Linked DNA regions of Mus musculus: all the other regions are linked to region 3. Evidence: chromatin contacts called from public Micro-C and promoter capture Hi-C data. All regions are on one chromosome and are shown on one strand. The core of a region is the stretch at or near the end of the contact, and the rest is flanking DNA. Distances in the headings are between cores, read along the strand shown. Region 1 holds the start of Sptbn1 (spectrin beta, non-erythrocytic 1). Region 2 holds the start of Mtif2 (mitochondrial translational initiation factor 2). Region 3 holds the start of Fem1al (fem-1 homolog A like).

The links. Promoter capture Hi-C pulls out the DNA fragments that hold promoters and counts their contacts. Hi-C and Micro-C count contacts between places; a contact is called where the count stands out from the background.
Region 1: a promoter capture Hi-C map of embryonic stem cells shows a contact between it and region 3, with 3 times the contacts expected there. The contact joins the promoter of Sptbn1 here to the promoter of Fem1al in region 3. A contact is called at or near these places in 3 of 39 promoter capture datasets (embryonic stem cells and stem cell-derived epiblast-like cells).
Region 2: a contact with region 3 is called in a Micro-C map of embryonic stem cells, with 2.9 times the contacts expected there. The contact joins the promoter of Mtif2 here to the promoter of Fem1al in region 3. A contact is called at or near these places in 4 of 39 promoter capture datasets (the 3T3-L1 cell line, embryonic stem cells and trophoblast stem cells), 1 of 484 Hi-C or Micro-C datasets (embryonic stem cells), 2 of 115 datasets of contacts at active chromatin or transcription factors (embryonic stem cells and expanded potential stem cells) and 2 of 9 other capture datasets (embryonic stem cells and liver).

Annotation. Positions count from the first base shown.
Region 1 is chr11:30,217,843-30,221,484 of GRCm38.p6, forward strand. It overlaps Sptbn1 (spectrin beta, non-erythrocytic 1), which reads right to left and starts at 1,930. Exons shown (of 35, transcript NM_175836.2): 1 at 1,737-1,930. The coding sequence starts at 1,884.
Region 2 is chr11:29,524,074-29,527,674 of GRCm38.p6, forward strand. It overlaps Mtif2 (mitochondrial translational initiation factor 2), which reads left to right and starts at 2,324. Exons shown (of 14, transcript NM_133767.3): 1 at 2,324-2,770.
Region 3 is chr11:29,823,788-29,827,532 of GRCm38.p6, forward strand. Fem1al (fem-1 homolog A like) reads right to left here and starts at 1,881. Exons shown (of 1, transcript NM_176829.2): 1 at 1-1,881. The coding sequence starts at 1,668. The region is part of intron 13 of Eml6 (echinoderm microtubule associated protein like 6); the gene reads right to left.

The sequences.
Region 1 (3,642 bases), core at 680-3,179, 390 kb after region 3:
GAACTCACTCTGTAGACCTGGCTGGTCTGAAACTCAGACCTGCCTCTGTCACCTGAGTGCTGAGATTAAAGAAATGCACATCACTACCTGGCTGGCTGGCTTCCTTCCTTCCTGTCTGTCTGTCTTTATTTATTTTTAATTTGAAGGAAAGATTTGCACACATGACACGGCATGGTGTGGAGGTCAAAGAAAAACTGTTGTGACTCAATTCTCTCTTGACACTATGTGGGTCCCAGGGATCAAACTTGGGTTGGGAGGGCTGGTGGGCAATATTGCACCAGTCTTAAGCTGCCTCTTTTAAAGGCAATCATTTGTAAGTCTCCAGCTAGCCATGGCCTGCTATATAAATATCTGGGCCAAACAGAATTTCAATACCACACCCAATCTTACAGAAATTTGTACTAAAAGGAAACTGGGTTATTAAGTCAATTAAATTATAAATATAATTTTGCACTGAGGTTTCATTGAATCTACATTGCACCCAAGTCTGGTGTAAGACAAATTATGAAGGCGCAGTTACTAAGTGGAGGGCTCCAACAAATGAAGAATAACTGAGATACTGTCCTATAGCAGTTAGCACATGGCTTTGTTGAGCCTGCTTTGCATGAGACCAACCTCCACTTTCCCTGTCTCCCTCCATCCATCTCTCTTTCTCTTATTTGAGACAGTGTCTTACCACATCAATCTTAGCTGGCCTAAAACTTGCTAGGTAAACCAGGCTGGCCTCAAACTCACAAACATCTGCCTGCCTCTGTTTCCTGAGTGCTAGGATTAAAAGCATGGCCACCACACCTGGCCCCTGTCTGATATTTTACGATAATCCCTTTATTCTCCTTTAATTCTATCACATGCTGCTGCTGTTACTTGTTTTTGTATGGCAAGGATGAAATGAGGGCTCTGTCCATGTTGAACAACTGTGTTTTCTACTAGCAAACACATCTCTTTAATTCAGAGTACATGCATCTCTATTCTTGGCAAACAGAAATGACTTGACTAAAAATAATCATGAATTCAGGATTCTTTTCAAAGAATCCAATCAGCAGACACAGAATAAATGTTTAGCTCCCTTGTTTCCTGAATACTTTCTTGTGGGTTTCTAGTTCATGTGAATCATGTCAAAAGTACTGACAAACTTACAATTTAATAATCAAGGCACCTATTATAATAGACTTTGTATCGTAAACTAGAATATAATTGGAATAACTACTTAACATCTACCTGGCATGGTTTTTCTCTAGAAAATGAAACTGAATGGGAATGATCAGTGGCAAACCTACTCATTAACAGCATTAAATATGGCCTTCCCACAGGACACTGCTACTTTTCAGATCTAAAGCCCTTGTAACAAGGTACTTACCAACCTCTCACCGAAAAGATCAGCTAATCTGCCACTGGCATTACGTATACAGCCAAGTTGGATATTTTATATAAATATAGTATGTTAAAACACTTGAAATTAAAGATGTGTTAGAATTAAAAAATCCTTACAAACTCTTAGCAGCTCTTTCTAAATTGCTGTAAACATTATTTACTGTGTTCTAAACTATGTTGGTCATTAAGTTCGGCAGCTCTCCAAAAGTAAATGTCTTATAAAAGGGTAAGCAAGCTCTCATAGGATATGTTAAAGCAGGGAGAGGTCAACTTCAAGCAAGACAGCTTAAAAGAGAAATGGTTGATGTTCAAGGGACTACAGAACATCTGGTGACAGGTGGGACATACAACATCAGGACACTTACCTGCCAGGGCCTTGATGCGGGAGCGCTCAAAGAGCCTTGCAGAGCTGTTCTCATTGTCCCAGTCATCCACATCCCAGCGGTTGTTCACATCACTGTACTGCTGCTGGATCTCAATGTTGTCATAGTCTGTGGCTACCGTGGTCGTCATCTTGACTGTCTCAGCTGCTTGTCCACATCAGTTACTTTTCAGAGTTCTGTGAGTAAAAAAGGAAAAGCACAGGTGTGTATACAAAGTGTACATCCTCTATACACCTGCTGGGGTGATAATAAGGAAAAACTAGGACAGTCACTGCTTGTCCAGATGTGCCTTCTAGAGCCAAGGCCAGTTCTGAACTTTGGCTCTGCTTCATAGCACATGTGTGACCTCGGTCATGCTACTTTAATGCTTTCCCCAAACCCGGAGGAGGGAGAAGACTGAAGGAAACACTGGGTGCCAAATTAATGTTCTTTCCTAAAGGAGTTTAAAGTGTCTGGGCAGTGATGGTGCACACCTTTAATCCCAGTACTCAGGAGGCAGAGGCAGGCTGATCTCTATGTGTCTGAGGCCAGCCTGGAGTACAAGACAGCTATGGCTACACAGAGAAACCATGTCTTGAAAAAAACCAAAACAGAGCAAAATGAACCAAAAAAGTTTAAGGTGAAGGTTTAATGTTTTATCAGGGCTGTATCAGCATCTACATGGATCTTTTTAAGTGAATTCCCTTAGTTTTATTGTCTATTACCGTTTAGTTTTTCCTTCATAAGCTACTATATAAGAAAAACTAACAAATCATTCTGTCTCTATGTCTCATTTACATATTAGAATTGATGCCTAAGGTTAAGATGGAAGCATATGGCAACAAAGATAGTATCCATGCATAGTAAATACTCAATAGGTATTATAATTATTTATACCATTGTTACTATAAATTCTAGGACCAATACCAATAGTAATGCCCACTCCTTTAAAGCCCTTGAGGATAATGGTGGGTTTTTTTTTTTTTAAGGAATAACTATGAAATAAGCTCTGGCTCACTAAAGTCTTCACTTTATCAATGTATTCTTGGAGGATCAAGAGAAATATGTTTAGTTTTAAATACAGTTTCTCCATTCAATACAGCTATTACTCACATGCAGAACCCAACCATATTGAGGAATTACTACATGATCAGCAGTGCTCTAGATTCCTGGGGAGAACAATAAATGACACAAGTGTTACATCCTCATAGAAGGGAGACCAAAAACACACACACACAAAAGCCAGAGAGTTTAAGGAAAATAAAATACAAACAGATGAATTTGAAACTGGCTATTTTAGACTGGTCAGAAATAAATACTCTGCTTAGTGTAGGTCTCGGTGTCTAAAAGGTACAGATCATGGCCAGATCAAGAAGAATGGCACACCAGACAAAGGTACACCAAGGTATGCTCAGTATAGTTGGAGTCAGGTGTGCAGAGGGAAAGGTAAGGAGAGACAAGGCTAGGGGAGCTAGACAGGGCTCCCCTGCATAGCTCATCAGACTTGGCTGATGATGACCTTTGAGTCAGCATCGGCCACTGGTGGATGTGATTCTAAAGGATAGTTCTTGGTGCCATGTGGAAACAGATTCTAGGAGGCTACTCCAACGATGGAAGTGGTTTGGCACTGGCAGTAGTAGACGTGAATGTGGTAGTAGTGTGCGTGGGTATGTGTCAGGCATGCTGACAGGACTTGGAGAAAGGCCTGGATGAAAGGCTTGGATTCAGACTCAATCTTGGAGAACCAGACCTAAGGCTGAACTCTGGTTAACTAACAGGCTGGTGTCTAGCACCAGTTTCCAAGTTACTCCCCAACAAAACTTATGTGTAGCACCAGTTGGTTATTCTCCAACAAATCCGCACTCCAGGTTACAAGCCTGCCCTTGATACGTCACTTCTAACAACCATA
Region 2 (3,601 bases), core at 1,074-3,573, 300 kb before region 3:
GTAATTACTGAGCCGGACAGTGGTGGCGCATGCCTTTAATCCCAGCACTTGGGAAGCAGAGGCAGGCAGATTTCTGAGTTCAAGGCCAGCCTGGTCTACAGAGTGAGTTCCAGGAGAGCCAGCTACACAGAGAAACCCTGACTCAGAAAAAACAAAAATAAATAAATTAATTAAAAAAGAAGAAGTAGAAAGAGGGGACATTCAGTTAGAAGGGTGTTTAAGACAGTGTGGAGAAGAACTGGCTTTTTCCTTCTGAGATGTCAGTTGAGGAAGAAGGCCTTCTGAGTTCTTTCTCTGCCTTTCTGAGCTAATATAGGCTTTTACCCCAGCATCTGGATTCTGAGTCTTCATTTGGTAAAAGTGAACGATTAGGATTTTGTTTTAACACCCCTTATCTAATCTATATGTTTTCTGAAGGAAAACATCATCCCTCCTGCAAATGTAGTCCTTATTATACACTGTTACCAGTACCCAATAAATTGGCTCCAGGTTTGCCAGGACTAGCTTGTAACCAAAGTCATTCAAAGGCAGAAAAACAACTCCACAGATAAAACAATCATTGTTTTTGTTATGGTCTGACTTCCCCCAACCACTCCCAGCATAGCTGTAGTCATTTTGTTCCATGCTCACAAACTATTTTATATTGAGGCTGTAATATGCCTGCCAGTTATTGACATAGAAAAATAATTTGACTCAGAACAGGATCATGCTGACTGCATCTGTTAGGTTATGTTCTGAGGTTTATTAATCTTAAGAAATTCCACAAAATTTCATGTAGGATCCATGAGGTTAAAGGTCAATATGAACTGTTATGTCTAAAATATCTTGAGTCTGAGTTGCCCAGTAGTCAGCATTTCCTGCACCTGTGTATGAACTCGTTGTGGTTTTTTTCCTTTATAAGTTAATAGGAAAGGATATCCATTGTCATAGTTGAGATAATTCTGAGCTGTCTCTGGTCTGACCAGTATTAGGATGTGCATTCAATAAACTATTCCTGCTTATTATTCCTATGGTTTGTGTGGCGATTCCTGAACCCAAACAGTTTTCTACAATGATTTCTTCAAGGTCCAAGTACTTCTAGAAAACAACTATTCCTTCTGATGTTTGCCCAGAGATACAGTGATTCTATTAGAACTACACTACAGGCTACAGAATGGCTACAGACGTTGAAAGGGTTAAAGCCGAGTTAAGGACTTTCAAAGAGGCCTGAGAAGCAGAAGCTGAAAACTAACAGAAAAAGTGTCTGAGGAAAAGACAATGCACCCAGGCCGGAGGTCGGATGGAATGATGATGACAGAGTTTGAACTGCAAAAAAGGCCATGTGGTTGAGGTTGTAGAGGTAAAGGGAATGTCCAGGTGCAAGCAAATGAACAGGTGGTTGGATGTAAATTTTAGTAGGCCACACATTATTTTAGCTGGTTTCTCAATGCTTGCCAAAGCAAGTGAGAGCAAAGAACTGCTTACAGAAAGTGAACTTCAATACATGTTTATGAACTTGGGTCATTTTCAAGTGTGGGCTTAATGGAGATTCAGATAAAAAAGGTTTTCAGGAGTCTCTATAGTCATTAATACTGACTGAATCTTTGTGATGGAAAGGGGTAAGGGTAATGAGATGGCTACGTGAATAAAGGAGCTTATTTCAAGCCTGAGTTCCTGAATTCAGTGTGTGTATACAAATAAAAAAGACAAAAATTTTTTAAAGAAAATGAGTGGACTGAGGGACCTGAGTTTAGGGTAGACAATGAGAGATAATGGTAAAGCGTGCTTTGGGATAAGAAACTTTTCTATGCTATTCCCTTAATCTGTGGTAGTGCTAGGTGTAAACGAGTTACCCTCAAGAGATGATGATGGCTGTGGCCAAAGAGGAGACCGGAAAAACTCCAAAGTGAAGAAAAACAACCAAAATCATAACGAAAAACGTTTACTTGACTCGTACTCTCAACAAGTCACTGAAACCTTCCCACGATCTTATGAAGTCCGTACCGTGATTCCATACAACAGATAAAGTCGAGGCACAGAGTTGACAACACACCTCTAAGTTCACACTGTGAACGGGCTGGGCCAGCAGCCGGAGAACCCTAGCTCCACTACCTACCCTGCCCACCCCGTTAGAGCTTTCTAGGGCCACCTTGCGCCGCTTCCTTCCAGCTAGATACACGCAAGTTTGAAGTACGTGTTCTTCCTGGAGAAGGGAGGGAACTGCAGAGCACCCGGTCCCCACTGCAGGCCAGCAGCCGAAGCTGCAGGTTACAGGACCAGCCATAGCCGGCCTCCACCAGCCACAGACAACCCAGAATTCCATGGGGAAGCTGCTTCCGGCGGTACCGGAAGCACGACGGGGACCTCACGGAAGGGACGGACTGAATGACCCACAATTCTCCTGGGTCCGGAGGGCGACCTCGCCTGGGAGTTGAGTGAGTGGGGTCTCTGCGCTAGGGTGGTCGCGAGTGCCAGTGTCACTTGCCGCGGCTTCGGAGTCCACGAGCGCTCAGGTGCGCTCCCCAGAGGCCCGCGTGGCAGCGGCGGTGTTTGATTTTTCACAACGATTTTTTTTTTCCTTTCCAAATCCTCTTACTGGTCTATTCAGACATTTCCGTTAATGCAGCTACGCTTTTGCAGCATTCGCACGCCCTCTCCGCTATGGGAATTGTCAGCCTGAGTTCTCGGTTGCCGCTAACCTTATGGAAGTAGTAATGACCCCTTCTTGAGTCCACTGTCCTCTGTAAAGTGAGAGGCGTTGGGATATTTAACAACCAAGATTTCTTCCCAGGTTTGAGATTTGGGTTATTATTCTGATGTGTCTGATTTCTCGATTATATATCTCTGTGTTGGTTTGTCTCATAGAGTCTCGTTTCATTGTTCTGTGCCCTTGTCAAATCTGCTTCACAGCTCATTTAAAAATGATTTAAGTAAGATGGGCATAGTAGTGCACATCTTTAATCCCAGCGCTTGGGAGGCAGAGGCAGGTGGATCTATAAGTTCGAGTCCCTCTTGGTCTACATAGTGAGTTCCAGGACAGCCAAGGCTACATAGTGAGACCCTGTCTTAAAAAAAAAAAAAAAAAAAAAAAAAAAGGTTTAAGGAATCCTATGCTTTCTGAGCACTTCCTTTTACTCCCTTGCATGATTAAAGCAATGCATTCTCTCTTTCTTCTCTGTCTCCCTGCCCCTTCACTCCATCTCCTTCCTCCTCCTCCTCTTTCTTCTCTTATCTTTTGCATTTTCTTTTGAAAGGTGGTTTCCCTGATATACCTAGCCTGGCCTTGAGCTCCCTATGTAGCTAAGACTGAAGACTGGCTTTGAACTTGGCATCCTCCAGCCTTTGCCTAGAGTTGCCTGTGCCAGCAGGCCTGGCTTGAATTTCTAAATCTTAGTTCATTTACTTGGAATGAAGTCAGAATTTCTTTTGATCCTTTCCTTCTTGAATGAGTCTTTTAAGGTAAAATACTAACTATTAAACACCCACAAAGCCTCAGAATTATCTATAAATGAGGGAGATGGTGGCTTGTGAATGTTTGTAACATTCATGTTGTGAATCTTCAGAGAAAGTAAGTCATCAGTGAGAAACAATACATTTATCATCTCATTTTTTTCTTTGTAAC
Region 3 (3,745 bases), core at 631-3,130:
TCCGCAGTCCAACAGCACCTTGACCACCTGCAGTGACGGGAAGACGCCCACATGATACTGGCCCACGTTGGTGGTCTCCTTGTCCACCGCCATGTGTAGTGGGGTGAAGCCGTTCTTGCCACGAGGGGCACACTTGAGCAGGCGATAGACTGTCTGGTGCTTGAGGTGTTCCTGCCTGGGGGTGCACTCCACCTTCTCCAATAGGTACAGAAGGTGGAGGATGATGGCAATGGCTTTGGTGAACTGTGCGGAGTCATCCGGTTCCTTGGGCAGCTGCAGAGCCCGTTCCACTTCCCGAACCCCTTTGCTGAGCACACCTATGAGGTCGGCAAAGTCAAGCTGCATGCCTAGGTTGCCCTTGGCCGAGTGGTCCTGCAGCACGTAGGAGAAGAGCTCTGCAAACGACAGGAAGCTGCTGGCGGTCATGGGGCTCAGGGGCTCCAGGTTGTTTTGTTGCATGTCCAAGGCATACTTCCACAGACGGATACAGCGCTCGAAATTCCCGGAGTCCGCATAGACAGCACCCCGGTACCGTATGTAGTATGAAGTGTCAGGATGTGAGGGGCCCAAGATTCTCTCCCGTATCAGCAGCGCCTGCATCCGCATCTCATCAGGATCTGTAATGAGGGCTTCCAACTCTTGAGGCGTAGTCACCTCCCTGGAATAGTCATAGGCCAGAACCAGTTGCTGGGGCTCTGGCTTAGGGAGGAAGCCTCCACCCTGGTGGCGGAGTTCCATCGCCCTTCTCCAGTGCTTCAGGGCTCCAAGCAGATCCCTTTTCTTATCCACATAGGTGGCACCCAGCAGCTCCAAAGCTTCCACAGCCGCTTCCCGGCTGGTAGGGCAGCAGCTCTCATACTGTTCTGCATCTTCTGGGGTGGAGCAGTGGTTTCCTGCCATCTGGGAGGAGCCTTCTCCAGGAAGCTCTGTCCCTGAGAGCTGCTCGTGGCTCGGCTGTTCCTGGATGAGGTACTCCACGATGTTGGTGTGCCCAGTGATGCTGGCGGCCAGCAGCGGCGTCATGCCATAGCCGTCGCGCTCCATGCGCGCGTGGCAGCTCAGCAGCAGTTGTAGGATCTCCAGGCTGCCAGATTCTGCACAGTCGTGCAGGGCGGTGTTGCCCTTGGCGCTGCGCCGGTTCACCTGTGCGCCGCGCTCCAGCAGGTAGCGTGCGATCTCGCGGTGGCCCTTGTAGCAGGAGATCATAAGGCACGTGTGGCCGTGGCGATTGGCCACCTCCAGGTCCGCCTTGTGCTCGCCCACCAGGCAGCGCACCACGTCCAGGTGGCCGTTGAAGCAGGCGGCGCGCAGCGGTGTGGAGTTGGTGCACGTGGTGCGGTTGACCGAGGCGCCTCGGTGCAGAAGGCTACGCACCACGGCCAGGTGACCCGCGGCCGACGCTGCCCAGAGCGGCGGCGCGCCCTCGATGGTCTCGCCATCGAAGTGCACAGAGCCACTCGCCTCCACGCTGGCGCCGCAGTGGTCCACCAGATACTCCACCACGTCTAGGTGTCCACGGCGCGCTGCGATTAGCAGTGGCGTTCCACCGCCGGCCACCTCACCCAGCAGCTCCTCCAGCTCCTCACGCCCACGGCTGGCCAACAGTTTCTGCAGCAGAGGCAGCTTGCCGTCGTGCGCCGCATTGTACACCGCTGTGTGCAGATCCATGCTGGAAGCCTCGCTGCTGGATCTAGCCGGGCCGCCGGTCGCCAGAGACATCCTTCACCTTCTCCAGGGCTGTCATCTTAGCGGTTCTCCTGCTTCTGTTAAATCTTGATTGTCTGTCTGCCCCAGTGTGTGGTTTTAGGATATAAATGAGAATATAAACTGGACCCAGCATCAAAACTGTCCTGGTTTGAGTCCACTAGTTGTTAGGATTCTGTTTGGACTTCACCCCCACAGTTACTTGGCAACAGCCAGGTAGGCCTGGCTCACTATAAAATGGTGGTCCCTCAGAGAGAAGGGATGCCTCTACATGGGCCGGCTGAGACACCACCTTCCTCCATACCTCACCACACCTCCATAGGGCATATCCTTATATTTCTTTATTTTTTAATAATCATAACATTGTGCCGTGAGTCAGATCTAAAATCTCTTCAAGTTTACATCCCATCTCAGCCACAACAAGAGAACTCCCTAGCCCAAGATCTGGTAAGCCCCCATCCTTTCCCATCTCTATGGTCCCAGGGGAGAGTTCTTGAGATAGGAGATACCCCTGTGTTGTCCTTGAGGATGGGAGACATCCAGTTTTTCCCTTGGGTGAGATTTCCCTCTCCTTAGAGACAGTTTCTTTCTTGCGTCTGAGAACTTCAGGCTGGGCCTGGACCACTGCTCTCTGGCTCAACAGCACCAGGGCTCTGAGCATTAGACTTTCCCTTCTCCCCTCCCTCATTTACAACCTGCTGCAGACTAGTTCAACAGGTTTACCTGCCTGCCTGATCCTACTTACTGCCCTTCCTGCCCCCTATGAATGTAGAGAGCTTTTAGTACCACTTATAAAAATTTGGCAAGTACTTGTCACTGGGCTCAAGGCAGTAGGCTCAGATAAGAATATTCACATTTGGGCTGATGCAAGGATCAAGGTAAACTCAGCCAAGGAAGGTGTGACTTCCTTTTTGTCCTGGTCATCCTGATAAGCCCCCAGACCCAGTGACTGGGGGTGGGGGGTGGGGGGGAGGATTTTGTTTATTGCTTTGTTTGATTACTACCTGGTGTGATCTCTTAGTTCTTTGCCTTATTTAATCACTTTGTCTTTGACTAAGAACTGACCTTATTCTCTGCTAGTACCTAGCATGGTGTAAAAGCTGCTGTTAAAGCCACTGCAGCCTCAGCTGGAGCCATGTTATAATGTTCTCTAACTGTTCTTTTCTTCTCACTTGCTGCCCTTCCCCTCTGCTCCTTAGCTCTGCTCCTGGTTCTCAGCCTGAAAAGTAGGTCCCTGCCCCTTACATCCTGCCAGAGTTCCCATCTGTTAGATTTGACAAAGTCAAATGGGCCCAAACCAACCACGCAGTTCCACTCTTCCTGCTACGAGCCTGCGGAAGCTCACAAACACACACTGGCATTCGATGGATAAGGAGTTTTTCCAGTCAGCAGGAGGGCTGACTCTAATTTCCCAGATAGGGCCTGGCCAGCTTTTTTTTTTTTTCTGGGGGCTAAAGGGTTGACATTTCACAGCCACTGTCCTTATGACCAACTTCCCAGGTGACATATGAGTTAGGACATCGACCCTTGGGTGACCATACCCTTTGAAAGCAGCTCTCGAACTCCCCCACCCCACCCCACCCCCAGCTTTTGCAGCCGTTTAAAAAACCCCTAGGCCTAGGGTAGGGCCCTTTCTGGTAAGTCCTGGACTTACCATGTAGCCTCTAGGGGGCCTTAGTGAAGGCTTAGGGCACTAGCCTGGCTAGAATTTTTGGTTATTGAATTATTCTCAGGATGCCAGTACAAATAATCCAATAACTCTCCAGTGGGTGCTGCAATATCTTCAAATGTATATTTTAAGAGATCGTCACGCATACTGCCAGCAGTCTGGTAAATTAAAAATGTCCCCTATGCCCAAGCATTTACCTATTCATGCTCCACACCCCTGGCTTGTTCTCACAGCCTGCATGCTCAGTTTGTGACATAGGCTGAACCTACCTGGACAAACTCATTTTCTGTGACCGATCTTATGCCACTGCTGCCAGCTTTCTTACTCTGGTCCTAGCCATAAGTCTCTCTGCTAATACAACAATGTACTTTT